Regions from separate parts of the Pan troglodytes genome. Here region 1 is linked to region 2. Evidence: chromatin contacts called from public Hi-C data. All regions are on one chromosome and are shown on one strand. The core of a region is the stretch at or near the end of the contact, and the rest is flanking DNA. Distances in the headings are between cores, read along the strand shown. Region 1 overlaps LOC107967469 (a long non-coding RNA gene). Region 2 overlaps PTPRO (protein tyrosine phosphatase receptor type O).

Region 1 (7,135 bases), core at 3,487-5,986, 270 kb before region 2:
TATTATTTTCTAAGGAATGGGGTCAAAGCCACATTAATAGGAAAATTATAACCCCCTCATATGATGCTAGATTGTGTTGTCTTGGGAAGAAAATTAAGACTCATGATGGTGAGTTGCCCTTTTCCTTAGATAAATCAGGTAGAAAATGGCAGCAGCCTTCACTGATTAAGAGACCAATCTGGAGTCAGAGCCCTCACTACCTTTACCCCACTTACAACACCAGAACCCACAGTATTCCCTTGCCAAACTCCTGTGTTTCTCTGGCAATATGCAGACCAAGGAAAACTGAAGAAAATACGTGGGGACCCTAGATGGTGAAGGATCGCGTAGGATCTGCAGGAGGAAGGTCAGGATTTGAACAGATAGAGTTCAGAAACAAGGGACAACTATATGAAGGCCTAAATCCGAGGACTTTCTGTGCTTCTTCTCTCTCTTGTGTGGTATAAGAAAAAGAATGAGATACTAAGTCGTCACAACTCCTGGGTTCTTATATTTTGCAATCACTGGGAATGGTTACTTAACTTTTCTATAAAAATAACTGCTTAAATTGCCACTATAGTTCAATGTTTATTTAGTCTGGAAACATGGAGTGGTGGTCCTTAGAAAGGCTGCCAGGCCAAATTAGTGCTGAGAGGGCACGTTTTATTCATAGTGGCCCTCCAGGGTCTAATCAGGAGACAGAAAATATACCAGTTATTTGAATAGAAACAGCTTAATATAAACAATAGTTATATAGCTATGAAGGTGTTAACTATGAAATGGTAAAAAGAGAACTCTAACAAATCATGGAAAAAGCAACTTCAGGAAGCAAGTATCACACTCAAGCCTGAGGGATCAAAGAGAGCAAGGAGAAAAACTTGAAACAGAAAAGGGCACTGTGGTCCTGAAACCCCAGCCTCCCAGGAGCAGACACCAGCTAGTTGATACTGGTGTCAGTGGTGGCAGTTGGGGTGGCTGGTGGTGGTCCTGAGGCTGGTTCTGCAAGTGGTGAAAAAGTGCAACCTGGATTCTGCTGCTGCTACAGAAAAAAATGCTACAGGAGTAAAAAAAAAAAAAAAAAAGACAAAAAAAAACCCAAAAAACAAACAACAACAACAACAACAAAACTGCAGCAGGAATAGTTTTGAATAGAACCACAAGCAGAGAGGAAGCCATAAAGCAGCAAACAGGAAAAAGCAGTCCCTCCTTCCTCTCCCGCTTTGCAGTCCTCCTCTCGAGCCCCCTGCTGGAAGACCCTACCACAGAACAGCCTGGGGAAGCAAAAATGAATTTTGGTAGAGTTCTCACCACACCATCACAAAGAGAGTAAGGTGGAGCTAAGAGACAATATCTGGCACAAGGATTTAAAACAGGGCAACAGAAAATATGTCTAAAAGTGTTTGTGCCATTGATGATGCATCTAAAGGAAAATGGTAGCTTCTTAATGAACACACGTTCCTTGCCTCCTAAACACTTAGCTAATCAGCTGTCTTTCCTGTCAACGCCGCCATTTACCAAGGCACTATTAGAGAATAATCCTTGAATCTTTTATTTTTTCATACCTTGTGCTCAATTAATTAGCAACTTGTGTCAGTTCTGCCACTTAACTTGTACACGTTCACAGTCACTAACCCAATTTAAGCACACATCATTTTTCACATAGTCTAAAGCAACACCCTTCTAAATGGTATTTCTGTCTCTAGTTTCATCTCCCTTTAGTGAATCTCAACCCTAGCAGCATAATAGTATCATCTGAGAAACTTTTAAACTATCTCATTTCCAAGGACCCTGATTTAATTAGTTTGGACTGAGGTCTAGGGATTAGCACTTTTAAAGCTCCTTGGGCAGTTCTAAAGTGCAGCCAGCTTTGACAACTATTATTTTAGTCTATCCTCCCCATTAGTGTCAAATTATTTTATTATTTTTTTGTGGTGTGCAAATCCAGTAACCTTGGTTCATTACCCAGAATTCCTCAATAATTATCCATATAAACATACAATGTAGATAAATGACAAGCCCATGGTTCTTCTTGGTCAGTGTTCCACATACCTCTCCAACGCCTGTTAATTCTCCTCCCAGCCACTCTCACTGAACTGGAAGTTTCCAACTTCATTTTCCAACAGCATTGAGCTACTTGCAATTTCCTGAACAAAGGATACTGTCACCTATTCATACATATGCATATTTTATTCTCTCCCAGGAAAAGAACCTCTCTCAAATGACAGCAAACTTGAAACATAGTTTAAAAAAAAAACATAATGTACTGTTAATGTTTTTAAAGCACTGTTCAAAACTAAATACTTCTTATGATATCAATTATATGAAAAGAATGTGAATACATAGAAAAAAAGTTGCAGGAAATTTATTAAAATGTTCATTGTGGGGCCGGGCACGGTGGCTCATGCCTGTAATCCCAGCACTTTGGGAGGCCAAGGTCAAGAGATCGACTAACTGGCTAACACGGTAAAACCCTGTCTCTACTAAAAATACAAAAATTAGCTGGGCGTGGTGGTGCACACCTGTAGTCCAAGCTACTTGGGAGGCTGAAGCAGGAGAATCGCTTGAACCCGGGAGGCGGAGGTTGCAGTGAGTCAAGATCGTGCCACTGCACTCCAGCTTGGGTGACACAGCGAGACTCCATCTCAAAAAAAAAAAATGTTCATTTTGATTGTCTCTAGGTGGTGGAGTTATAGATTTTGTTTCCTTCTCTATACTTTTCTGTAGTTTAGAAATATATGATATATAAAAATGTATATTTTCCACAATGTTATATATTACACTTCTAAAAAGAAAGAATATGTAACATTGAGAAAAATCATTTACATATTTAAAAAACTACCACATGTACCTCTATATCTTATTTGATACTTGAATTAAGATAGAAGTGTTTGGTTAATAAAATAGGATAGTGGGCTTAGGCAGGAGGATGGCCTCAGGCCAGGAGTTCGATATCAGCCCAGGCAACAGTGAGATCCAGTCTCCATAGAAATTAAAAAAAAATAGCCGGGCGTTGTGGCACTCACCTGTAGTCTTAGCTAGTTGGGAGGCTGAGATGGGAGGCCGAGGTGGAAAGAAAGACAACTTGGCCCGGGAAGTCGAGGCTGCAGTGAGATGTGCTCGCTCCACTGTATTCCAGCATGGGTGACAGAACGAAATCCTGCCTCTAAGATACAAAAAAAAAAAAAAAAAGTTAGTAGGGAATACTAACATACTAACATTTATTTGCTTAAACAAGTTTTTTATACCTGTCCTACACAAAAATGCACTTTTCCTTCAGCCACCAGATGGCAATCTCTTCCCATGTATTGTTCCATTTACAACTTGCTGAAGCACCCTTTCAGGGATTGTGCATAATTTACATAAATATTTTTAATTTTCAACTAGCAAATTAAAATATATTATTTATATTTAGAGCATATTTTAATACACATTAGGAAAATTATGAGTTTTAATTATTTAAAATTTAAATCAATTTTCTTATAAACACCTCATGTTTATTAGTATCATCTCAAGCAATTCTATCCCACAGGAATTATTCAGTCTGGTGTTGTTGAAGGAAAAGCAAACTGCCATCCTCCTTCCATGTATGCCAACTAACTCCACATTGGCAGAGACCTAAGAATTGGCATTCATAGTGGGGGAAGGGAGTCAAATTAAACCAAGCTTCCCAAGCTCAGAGCCTGGTAGGAGAGGGATATTCCTGTGGGGAATGTCCTGGTGGCACATATTCTAAATGATTCTAAAATCTTGCCTGCAATAATGTATTCAGGAATATTAATGAATATTCCTAAGAGTTTAGAGGATAATGGCTCTTCCAGCAATATTTTTCTTAAATGGCCATTTTGCACCACTGTTTTTATTTAGCGTATTAGAGGCATCAAAGAAATCTCAAATTCTCTCCAGAGTTGTTTTCTTTTTCTCTATTCCTTTCTTTCCAAAGTCTGATTGCTTGTCAAACATGATTCTTCTTTAAGTTTCACTTTTGTTGGGTGATGACACATCTGCCTGGCATTACATTTCCAATTTATAATAAACAGTACTCAGGGAATTGGTAAATTTGGTACACTCAGAGCTGTTTTTCTGCTGGATCAGCCAAGGCTTTTGCTTTTGAACACGTGAGGTGCATTTCTAATGTCTAAATTTTAGGCCTGAACATTACATTCCAGGGTGATTACTACACATTAGAGAAGACTATATAAGCATGTAGTAATTTTTCATAATTTTTTTCTGATTACAAAATACATTCTCTTATTAAATTTTTTGCAGTACTCTAAAAGCTCAAGGAAGAAAAGTTGAAATCATTCATAATTTCCCAACCCAGCAAAAGTGTCTGATAAGTGGCTATAAAATTGATTATAAGGATTTGTGTCTAAAAACATCAGTACCTCTGCATTCCCATCCTTTTCCATTGTGAAACTTTAATATTTGGAGTTCTGTTACAATTGTGAGTGATTTTAAAGGTAGTAACAGAAAATTCACTGGTTTGGTCTTTAAACTAGATGTCAACCTATATTTTAAAACAAACCAATTTTATTCACATTTTTTTGTGTGTGTTTGTTTAGGGTTAAACATTTTTCTTAACTTCTGTTAGTTAATACCTAGGGCTACAAATAAACTCTGTATCATGAACATGCAGCTATTTGACTGATCGATCTTCCTTAAGATAACAGAAACTCTGAATGCTATTCTTGCTATTCCACACATTTCTGTGAGACCTCAGCAAGTTAATTATCTTCTTTGTGTGCTTAATCCTCTTAGAGCACAGCCCTCATCACTTCTGTATGCTATGCCATTCTATGAGGATGAATGTTTCTCTTTATCCTCTGTATATAGAAATGGAAAAAATAGAATTAAATACAAGAACAAGAAGCCTAAGTGTTTGTATCAAGCTAAGAAACATGGGTTCGATATCTGGACAATTCAATGTCTGCTTCAGTCTTTTTGTAGGTTTTAGAGCACAATTTTAATTTGAAAATAAGATTGGAAGTCAATATTCAAATGGTTTTCTTTTTAATTATTTTCCTAATCTATTCAAGCAAACTAACAAACATCAAAATAATACCATCTCTGCCATTAATTGCTACTTGGTGTGAGAATAACATGAATTTCAAAGTAACAAATGAAACTACAGATTTCTTTTCAGAACATTTCATATTAATTCATTAAAAGAACATTTGTGGAACACTGACACAGAGGAATAAGACACAGTATTTACTTGGAGTCTAGTGAACGAATCAGAGAAATATGCAATTATACTGTACTGAAAAATTATTTATTGAGTGCTACTGTATTCAGGTAATGTTTTAGAGACTGCAGATAAAGCAGTGAACAAAACATACAAAAAAAATTTCCACTTCCATGGAGTTTACATTTTAGAGAAGGCAGACAGACAGTAAATAAATAATCAAATAATATATATGGTGTGGCACACGGTGATGAAAGCTGCAGAGAAAAATAACAGGCTATAGGAAGTACTGTTGATAATGTCACATTTTAGCAAAGTCCTGAAGGAAATAAAGAAGGAAGCCATGTGGATATTTGCATGAAGAACATTTCAGGGGAAGATAAGAGCAAAGAGTCCAGCAAGGTTTGAGTGCCATAATCGACCTGGAGACTGGTAGGAGACGAAATGAGAAAGGCAAAGGGGACTAGATCATATAGGTCTTCGTGGGTGTGGTAAGGACTTTGGCTTTTACTTAAAGTGAGATTGTCAGAGGCACTCTCACCAGAGCTACTCCGTCTTGAATAGGGGCTAGGTAAAATAGGGCTGAGACCTACTGGGCTGCATTCCCAGGAGGTTAAGGCATTCTTAGTCACAGGATGCAATAAGAGGTCAGCACAAGATACAGGTCACAAGGACCTTGCTGATAAAAGCAGTTTGGAGAAAAGAAGCCAGCTAAAACCCACCAAAATCAAGATGGCGACAAAGTGACCTCTGGTCCCCATCATTGCTCATTATACACTAATTATAATGCATTAGCATACTAAAAGCCTCTCCTACCAGCACCATGACAGTTTACAAATGCCATGGCAACATCAGGAAGTTACCCTATATGGTCTAAAAAGGGGAGGAACCCTCAGTTGTGGGATCTGGGAATTGCCCTCCCCTTTCGCAGAAAACTCATGAATAATCCACCCCTTGTTTAGCATATAATCAAGAAATGACCATAAAAATGGGCAACCAGCAGCCCTCGGGGCTGTTCTTCCTATGGAGTAGACATTTTTTATTCCCTTACTTTCTTAATAGATTTGCTTTCACTTTATGGACTCGCCCTGAATTCTTTCTTGCTAGAGATCCAAGAACTCTCTCTGCGGGTCTGGATTGGGACCCTTTTCTGGTAACAACATGAGAAGCCAACTAGAGAATTTTGAACAAAAGAGTGAAGTGATCTGACTTTAACATAGGAACCCAGATTAGGAGGATATTAATATTCCTGAGGAGAGAGGATAGAAATCCAGACCAGGGTGGTAGCAGTGGAGGTGTTAAGAGGTGGTCAGATTCTAGGTATGTTTTGAGAGAAAAGCTGACAAAAGATGCTGATGGGTTTGATGTTGGCTGAAAGAGAGTCAAGATTTTTGGTCCAAGGAACATTACTTTTAATGAAAAATTGAGTTGATACTTTTACACTATGACATAGCCTATGCAATTGCTTTGACACTGAAGTCATATATTTCTGCCAAAAAGGATTTATTTCCTGTATAAAACCTAATATATGCCACACTCCATGTCACTGGTTGGGACTGCCGTAACTGTCAATCAGATGAAGAACAAGAAACCCTTGTTCTATAATGATTATCAGGCTTCAATACTATCTCTACCAAGGGCTCCACCAGGTTATTATTTTTTTCTTTTTTTAAGATAGGATCTCACTGTGTCACCCAGGCTGGAGTGCAGTGGCCTGATCTCAGTTCCCTGCAGCCTACCCATCCCGGGCTCAAGTGATCCTCCCATCTCAGCCTCCTGAATAGCTGGGGTTGTAGGCATGCACCACCAGGCCCAGCTAATTTTTGTAGTTTTGTAGAGACAGGGTTTCACCATGTTGCCCAGGCTGGTCTTGAACTCCTGGACTGAAGCAATTCTCCCTCCTCAGCCTCCCAAAGTACTAGGATTACAGGCGTGAGCCACCGCACCCCACCCCTATCAGATATTTTGGAT
Region 2 (7,175 bases), core at 1,039-3,538:
AGTAGCACTTCACAGTTTCAAATCACTTATCTAGGTTATATTATTTCCCATCATGTCTGCTTTACAAAAATTAGTGAAAGTTATCATTCATATTTTACAGAAGAGAAATGGGAGCCTTGAGAGGTGACATGACTTGTGCAGCAGTAAAGTGGAGATTCAGGCTCCCCCCAGGGTCTGGCATTCTTTCTAAATACGCCTCTACTTGTGTGAAGAAGTCTATGAAGTGTGTCTGGTCAGGTGAGGAAGAGGAAGAGGGCAGGTCACAGTGCAGTCCAGGCAGCATGTTGCACCTGGAGACATGGCTCATCCTATCAGCTACTTCTGCAATTTTTTGGGTGAGGTGGAATGGTGGAGTCAAGGCAATGTAGAGAAGGCTGGAAAATTAGATACCAGTGATGGGAGGAAATATGGTCTATGTGGGTTGATTATATACATAAAAACAGAGCTCAAGTGGAGAACCATTTCATTCTCTTGAAAATCATTAGTGTCAAAGGAGTACTCTAGGATGATACATGTGAAAAGAATAAGCTTTTTTTACTTTGTTCTTTCCTTGTTAACTTTTGTGACCTGGCAGCAGAATTTGAATGTGAATGGGCTTAAGGAGAATCTTAGGCAGATCAATCTGTATTCAAAATACGGGATGAACCATGGTGAGCAGAGGAACAAGGAAAAAATAAAGGTAAATGAACAAGATGTTCTAGACATAAGTTAAAAAAAAAAGACACAGATAAATAACTGGAACTGGAAAACATCCACCAGGAAGTCCTGCGGGAATCAAGGGTCAAGCTAGAAAAGTCGGAAAAAGTAAGTAACCCGGGGAACCTCTGCCCCCTTTGCTGACTTTGAACTCCCCATGAGAGTTCAGGGAAGGGATACTGCACTTTATTTTTTATTTAATTATTTCATAATTAATTTTAATTAATTATTTTATGGGTTTTTTTTTTTGAGACGGAGTCTTGCTCTGTCACCAGACTGGGGTGCAGTGGCACGATCTTGGCTCACTGCAAGCTCTGCCTCCCAGGTTCCAGCGATTCTCCTGCCTCAGCCTCCCGAGTAGCTGGGACTACAGGCGCCCGCCACCACACCTGGCTATTTTTTTGTATTTTTAGTAGAGACGGGGTTTCACTATGTTGGCCAGGATGGGGATACTGTACTTTAAAAAGGCTGTGTCCGAGGAGATATCAACATAAAATGCTGGCATAAACAAATAAAACAACCAAAATTTAGGGTAAAACATTTAGGGAGAAAACAAAACGTTTTCTTGGCTTTGCAGAAAGCGACATGGTGGCTGCTTGATAACCACCCAAAGAAAGATAATGACCCTAAAAATGGGATGGAGGATGTGTCATGTGAAAGAGATTAAGAATCTGTAGTTGGAGAAAAGTCAAAAGCAAACAGGCCATAATTAAAATCTACTAAGTTTTTTTTGTTTTTTTGACATGGAGTCTCGCTCTGTCGCCCAGGCTGGAGTGCAGTGGCACCATGTCAGCTCATTGCAACCTCCGTCTCCTGGGTTCAAGCAACTCTCTTGCCTCAGCCTCCCGAGTAGCTGGGATTACAGGTGCCCACCACCAGGCCAGGCTCATTTTTTAATATTTTTAGTAGAAACGGGGTTTCACCATGTTGGCCAGGCTGGTCTCCAACTTCTGACCTCAGGTGATCCGCACGCCTCAGCCTCCTAAAGTGCTGGGATTACAGCTGTGAGCCACTACGCCCGGCCCCAAAATCTATGAAGTTTTAAAAGGTATGAATTAAGTAAATTGAGGAGACAATTCATTAAATGCAAAATACTTAAAATAAGGTGTGGCTCTTTGAAGCTTGGTGATTCATATACAAAACGCGGAGTTTTAATCACATATCAAGGTGCAAATTTATGGAAGTAAAAGCCAAAAATATGGACTGATTAATAAAGCACTGTTTACTCACCAGACAGTGGACTCCTCTGGGAAACCAGACATTTTAAACTTATGATTAAAAAGTGATATTGATGTCCCCACCACACTAAATTACTAGGCAGCATGATTGAAACCAAGTGAGGAAACCAATTGGACTTGCTTCCTAATTATCAATGAGAGGTCTGAATATTAACGAGGATAACTCTTTCCCAAGTGGTATGATCCTGCTGTAGTTCAGAAATGAATGTATTGAAACAGCCTTGCCAAAAATTGGTCAGACAAGAATGGGGAGGTAGGAGGAAAGAAAAGTAAAAGGAGTGGGAAAGCAGAAACAGCTGAGACGGCCGCCATTACTCTAGGCTTTTGAAGTGATACTGACATCTAGTGGTGCTGGGTAGGAAAAGCATGAGGAAGACCAAAGCATTTTAAAAATACCCTGATTACAGGTCGGGCCAGGTTGTGTTCTACCCAAGCGTTCCACCCACACACACTCTTTGAGAAAAAGGATTATTGTAAGACTGAAGCTAAGAAGTCGCGAGTATGGCTGGGTGATGAGGCTTATGAACAATCTGTTGTACTTGGGTTTTTGCGCCCACAAGGGTACACACCCACGGCTGCTCTGAGGCAGGCGGTGCTGTCTGCCGGCGTTGCCTTGGGTTGTTGCTCCAGACTAAGTGCATCCTCAGGCTTTCAGGGAGGGAGGACTCGGGAGAAGAGGAGGAAGACGGAGCACGTAACACTGTTGGATATTTCAGGGGATGCTTCCATGTTGTTAAAATAATAAATCTTCATCATTGAGATGAAGGGAACTGGCAATGCTGGTAGGTTGGGGACTGGGAATCTTTAAAATCATAAAAGGGACAGAAAGCTCAAATCCAACTTCTAATCATCATCAAAAGTGAATTGGGATAGAGTCACACGGAGGATAAACTAATGACAAATGTATTGAATCAAATCCAACATTTCAAATATAAATCAAATTGCACCAGTTCAACAGTCTCTATTTGGTGGCATTTACCCAGGATGGCTGTTATCTGCAATTGACTCTGAGTCTGTTCAAAGAGGTTTTACTCTTACGAATCTACCCATGCACTCTGAATTATGATGCCAATAAAAGTATAATCATTATACGTCGAATGGATTTCTGGAGGCTAGTGTCTATTTCTTTTATGCCTCAAAGCAGTTTGAACATATACAATAAGAAAATGGGAAAGAAAGATACAAAGAAGTTTGAGAGAATTGTTTTGAAGCATATCATTGAATAATGGTAAGTTTTTCAGTCCAGGGAAAATTTAAAAATACATATAGATTATGTTCCTACCTCTGTCTGTACCATAGACATCCGGTATGACCTCATTTCTGACACCAGCCCTAAGATGTCAACAAACTCATGATCCCGAATGTGCTGCAAGAGCCTGTCCAGGGCAATGAATGTTCCCGTCCGTCCCACACCAGCACTGCAAAAGAATGTTCCGATGGCATATTATTCAGATGGTGCTTCTTTTTTTTTTTTCCCCTCTTTTTTTTTTTTTTTTTTTGAGATGGAGTCTTGCTCTGTTGCCCAGGCTGGAGTGCAATGGCATGATCTCGGCTCACTGCAACCTCTGCCTCTTGGCTTCAAGTGATTCTCCTGCCTCACCCTCCTGAGTAGCTGGGATTACAGGTATGTGCCACCATTCCTGGCTAATTTTTGTATTTTTAGTAGAGATGGAGTTTTGCCATGTTGGCCAGGCTGGTCTTGAACTTCTGACCTCAGGTGATCTTCCCACCTCGGCCTCCTGAAGTGCTGGGATTAGAGGCGTGAGCCACCTCGGCCAGCCCAGATGGTGCTACTTTACTGTTGAAATAAAACTGATGATTTCTAAAAAACTACAAATAGTACCCTTGTGGAAAAACGCAGACTAAGCTCCTGACAATATTTTCCACTTAACTGATTTTTAAGTATGGAGTTGTGGTTGGTGTTCCTTCTAATGTCACATTTCTGACTATCATGGCTACCTTCCTGAGAGACATTTGCACTGCATTGGCCACACCCTTTATCGGGGTCTCTGCTTCTGCAGAAAAGTAGGGATTCCATGTTGAGTACTCTCGGGAACTGATTTCTGAATTCAGAGAGCTGATACACATAAACAATACCCTGTCTTTTGAACAGCATCAGAGTTAAGCCCTCAGATCAGCTCAAAACTCCAGTTGAGATGTCCATACCCTAACTCTAGGTCTGGGACCACAGAGATTTGTGTATCTTCAACCCTAAGTTCAGTTCACCACCCCAGACTGCCTTACAGCACGCCTGCCATTTTAGTGGCTCCTGGGCCTGCTTCCATCTCACACGGACCTTTGAGATAGTTGCCTTAAAATCAAATGAAAAATTTGGACCCAGTCTCAGCCAGTCCCCCAATCCCAATGCTCAGGGCACAGGTGGAAGTGGACTGACATGCGCTGACCAACTGCCCATCACAGTCCCTAGTTCTATGTGTTGAAGTCAGCCCTTTTTTCCCTCCAATCCTCAATAAAGAGTCAAATGGCTCAGCTTTGAATCACTGTGAAATGATGGGAAAAGAGAAAGTTCAAGCAAATTTATATGGAAAGTTTGCTAGAAAAATCCCGCTCTATAAACTTTGAGTTTAAGGTTGCTTTTTCTACTAGACAACTCTTCCCTCCCAGGATTTCTCAGATAAAATGATCTGCCATTGGGTGAGCACCTGTAAAGTCATATCCAGAACTGCACTTACTATCTTCCATGAAAGGAATCTGTGAGTTTGACCCCAGAGTTGAAGAGCTTCATTTTCTGTTCTTGAAAAGAACCATTTTGAGAACAGATAATCTTATCTGCTAAAGCACATCTTTTAACCTGTGAATGCCTACAGTGGATTGACAGCAACAATATCTGCCCTAAACAGAAACTTAGTAGCTTATGAAGCATTTTCCTTTCCAGGGAGACACACACTCCACACAAACACACATGAATGCACACACATACTTCCTCATTCTAGTCATTCTAATTCACAAGGGCCAAGGCAGTAGGTCTGGGATTGTAGATTTATTTGCTTAGGTTGGCATGGTTGCCAATGCTTCCCTTCACATCTTCATCCCACTGCCACCTCTCACTTGCCATTGGAGCACGTTTATGTCCCCTGTTCTTTTGAGGTTGCATAAGGATTTTACAGCAATATTGTATCACAGAGATAGATTTTGATGGAGCTCTGTTCATACAGTAGGAAGAACAAATTAAATTTAATGATAACTTTTCCTGTTGGGAATTAGTGTGGACCTTGATTTTTTTATATCCTATATCCTTTTTCATTCTACTGTCTGACAATTTAAGAGACAATGCCAAAGAGGAACCATAGCAAATATGTTTATCTTCCTAAGCTGAATATTTTCATTTTTCTTTTCCTTTTCTAGTTTTTATGCCTATTTATATTATGTCAAGCTGTGATCAGCTTTCTATAATTTGACCTTGTATTTGTCCATGTTGTAACTACCCAGAATCCTTGATGGAGTAGGATAATATCACATATTAAGGGCATGATCTTTGCAGATTGGCATGCCTGGATTTGAATACTAACTCCTCCATGTTCTAGTTGCATGAACTTGTGTGAATCCCTTAACATCTCTACTCTTCTCTATTTTTTTCATTTAAAAATTGGAATAATAACATCTATTTTATAGGGTATAGATACAGGAAAGCCAGAATAAATATTGTATATATTGAGACATCAATTAATCATAGTTTAAAAAACATCAGAGTTTATTTAATTTTCAACTAAACCTGATAAGGGCTTATGGAATGGTGAGCTGTTCCCCTTACAAAACCAACTCCTAATATTTAATAGAAAATGCAGTTGATGAGGTTACCTGCAGTGAATGATCATGGGACCTTTGCTCTTGGTAGCTTGCTGTCGGACCATGTGTACAAACTGCAGGATACTTTCTGCAGCATTTGCTGTGGGCACACCATGATCAGGCCATGCAGTGTAGTTAAAATGCATCACATCCTGCATCTCGTCAGCCTTTAGAGAAAAAAGCCAAAAACAAGCATTAATTTTTCAGTTCACTGTTAGGATGACCCAGGACTCTGCTAGTTAAGCATGCAAAATGTAGAGCCACGTTCCATTCCTGGTCATTACACTTTCCTTTCCAGCTTTGAGCACCATATCTGGCATAAAATAGGTATTGAAAAAAAAAAAACACGCTAATTGTATAAAGCTTCAAATAGTAGGATAAGTAGGCTAATCTGTACCTGTGGACAACACTTAAGCAGATTAGGGTTTGCATCCTGGCTCTGTCATTTAGAAGCTGCATCAGTTTTGGCTAATGAATTAAACACTGTAGAAAGTGCTGTTGGTGCCCTTTAGATACACTTTGCCAGCCTGGGACACACTTTTCCCAGTTGCTGCTAACAGCACAGCAGTACCTATCTCTTGATAGTTGCCTTCCACTGCACAGAGCTGCCTCGATAGAAAATCCCTAAGAGGTTGCGTTCTCCTGCTGAGGGCAGCCCACAGCTAATGACTGACTAATTGTGGGGTACAAAAATCCAGCCTTTTTCAGAGTGAGACAGTACCATGGTGCTGTCCATGCCCCAGCACTCTCTGTGGGATCCAGCACAGGTGAGATTTTCAGCTGAATGCTCTGTAGGGCTTCTTCTCTGTCAATCTGCTTCCCTTGCTCCCTTATGGGCTTTCCCTAAGAATGCACTTTCACAAAATCACTTATATGAGAATCCTTGTCTTGGGCTTTGATACTAGAGGACTTGACTCACTGAGCTTCAGTTTTCTCATATCTAAAAATGGCCTAATGATACTTATAACAAGAGTTGTTGTGTGAATTAAGTGTAATCATGTGTGTGATATTACTACTTACTAGTACCTCATTACTATCACTCACTGTCATCCAGCTCCGTGCAATTGTATGGTTGATTCTGGGAGTCCCCAGTAAGTGAGTATAACTTGTATATTTACCTATTCCTATTAACCCATACATCAAATATATTGTTGTTCTCTCTGAACTGAGTACATATTAACTAGAATGTGTATCTTTCCAGATCAACTCTTTTTAGTCCCAACTAACTTGTAAGAGTTATATATTCTCCACTTGTTATCAACCATCAGAAATATCCCAAACCCAGGCTTCATAAAGGTCTGATTCATCCCTCATTCCTCAAACTTGTGAAGAGCCTAGAATTCACTCAGAGGCTGGAATACTATATCATAACTGGGAAGGAAGGAAGCTTGGCCTCGCTGTCAGTTTTGAGCTAAAATTTAAGTTCAGGTATTA

The links. A called contact is a pair of places that touch in the nucleus more often than the background predicts.
Region 1: a contact with region 2 is called in a Hi-C map of stem cell-derived neural progenitor cells, with 11 times the contacts expected there. The contact joins two enhancer-like sites. A contact is called at or near these places in 6 of 7 Hi-C or Micro-C datasets (blood, induced pluripotent stem cells, a lymphoblastoid cell line and 2 more) and 1 of 1 other capture datasets (stem cell-derived neural stem cells).

Annotation. Positions count from the first base shown.
Region 1 is chr10:22,987,657-22,994,791 of NHGRI_mPanTro3-v2.0_pri, reverse strand. The region is part of intron 2 of LOC107967469 (a long non-coding RNA gene); the gene reads left to right. Among named protein-coding and RNA genes, the nearest start is that of STRAP, 26 kb to the left of the region's middle. Within about 2 kb of position 4,736, at least 3 of the 24 cell types and tissues checked have an H3K27ac peak or open chromatin away from gene starts, as enhancers often do. A contact at or near this core is called in stem cell-derived neural progenitor cells, where this site is marked.
Region 2 is chr10:22,716,819-22,723,993 of NHGRI_mPanTro3-v2.0_pri, reverse strand. PTPRO (protein tyrosine phosphatase receptor type O) reads right to left here. Exons shown (of 27, transcript XM_016923013.4): 24 at 5,754-5,908; 25 at 3,217-3,352. Among named protein-coding and RNA genes, the nearest start is that of EPS8, 200 kb to the left of the region's middle. Within about 2 kb of position 2,288, at least 7 of the 24 cell types and tissues checked have an H3K27ac peak or open chromatin away from gene starts, as enhancers often do. A contact at or near this core is called in stem cell-derived neural progenitor cells, where this site is marked.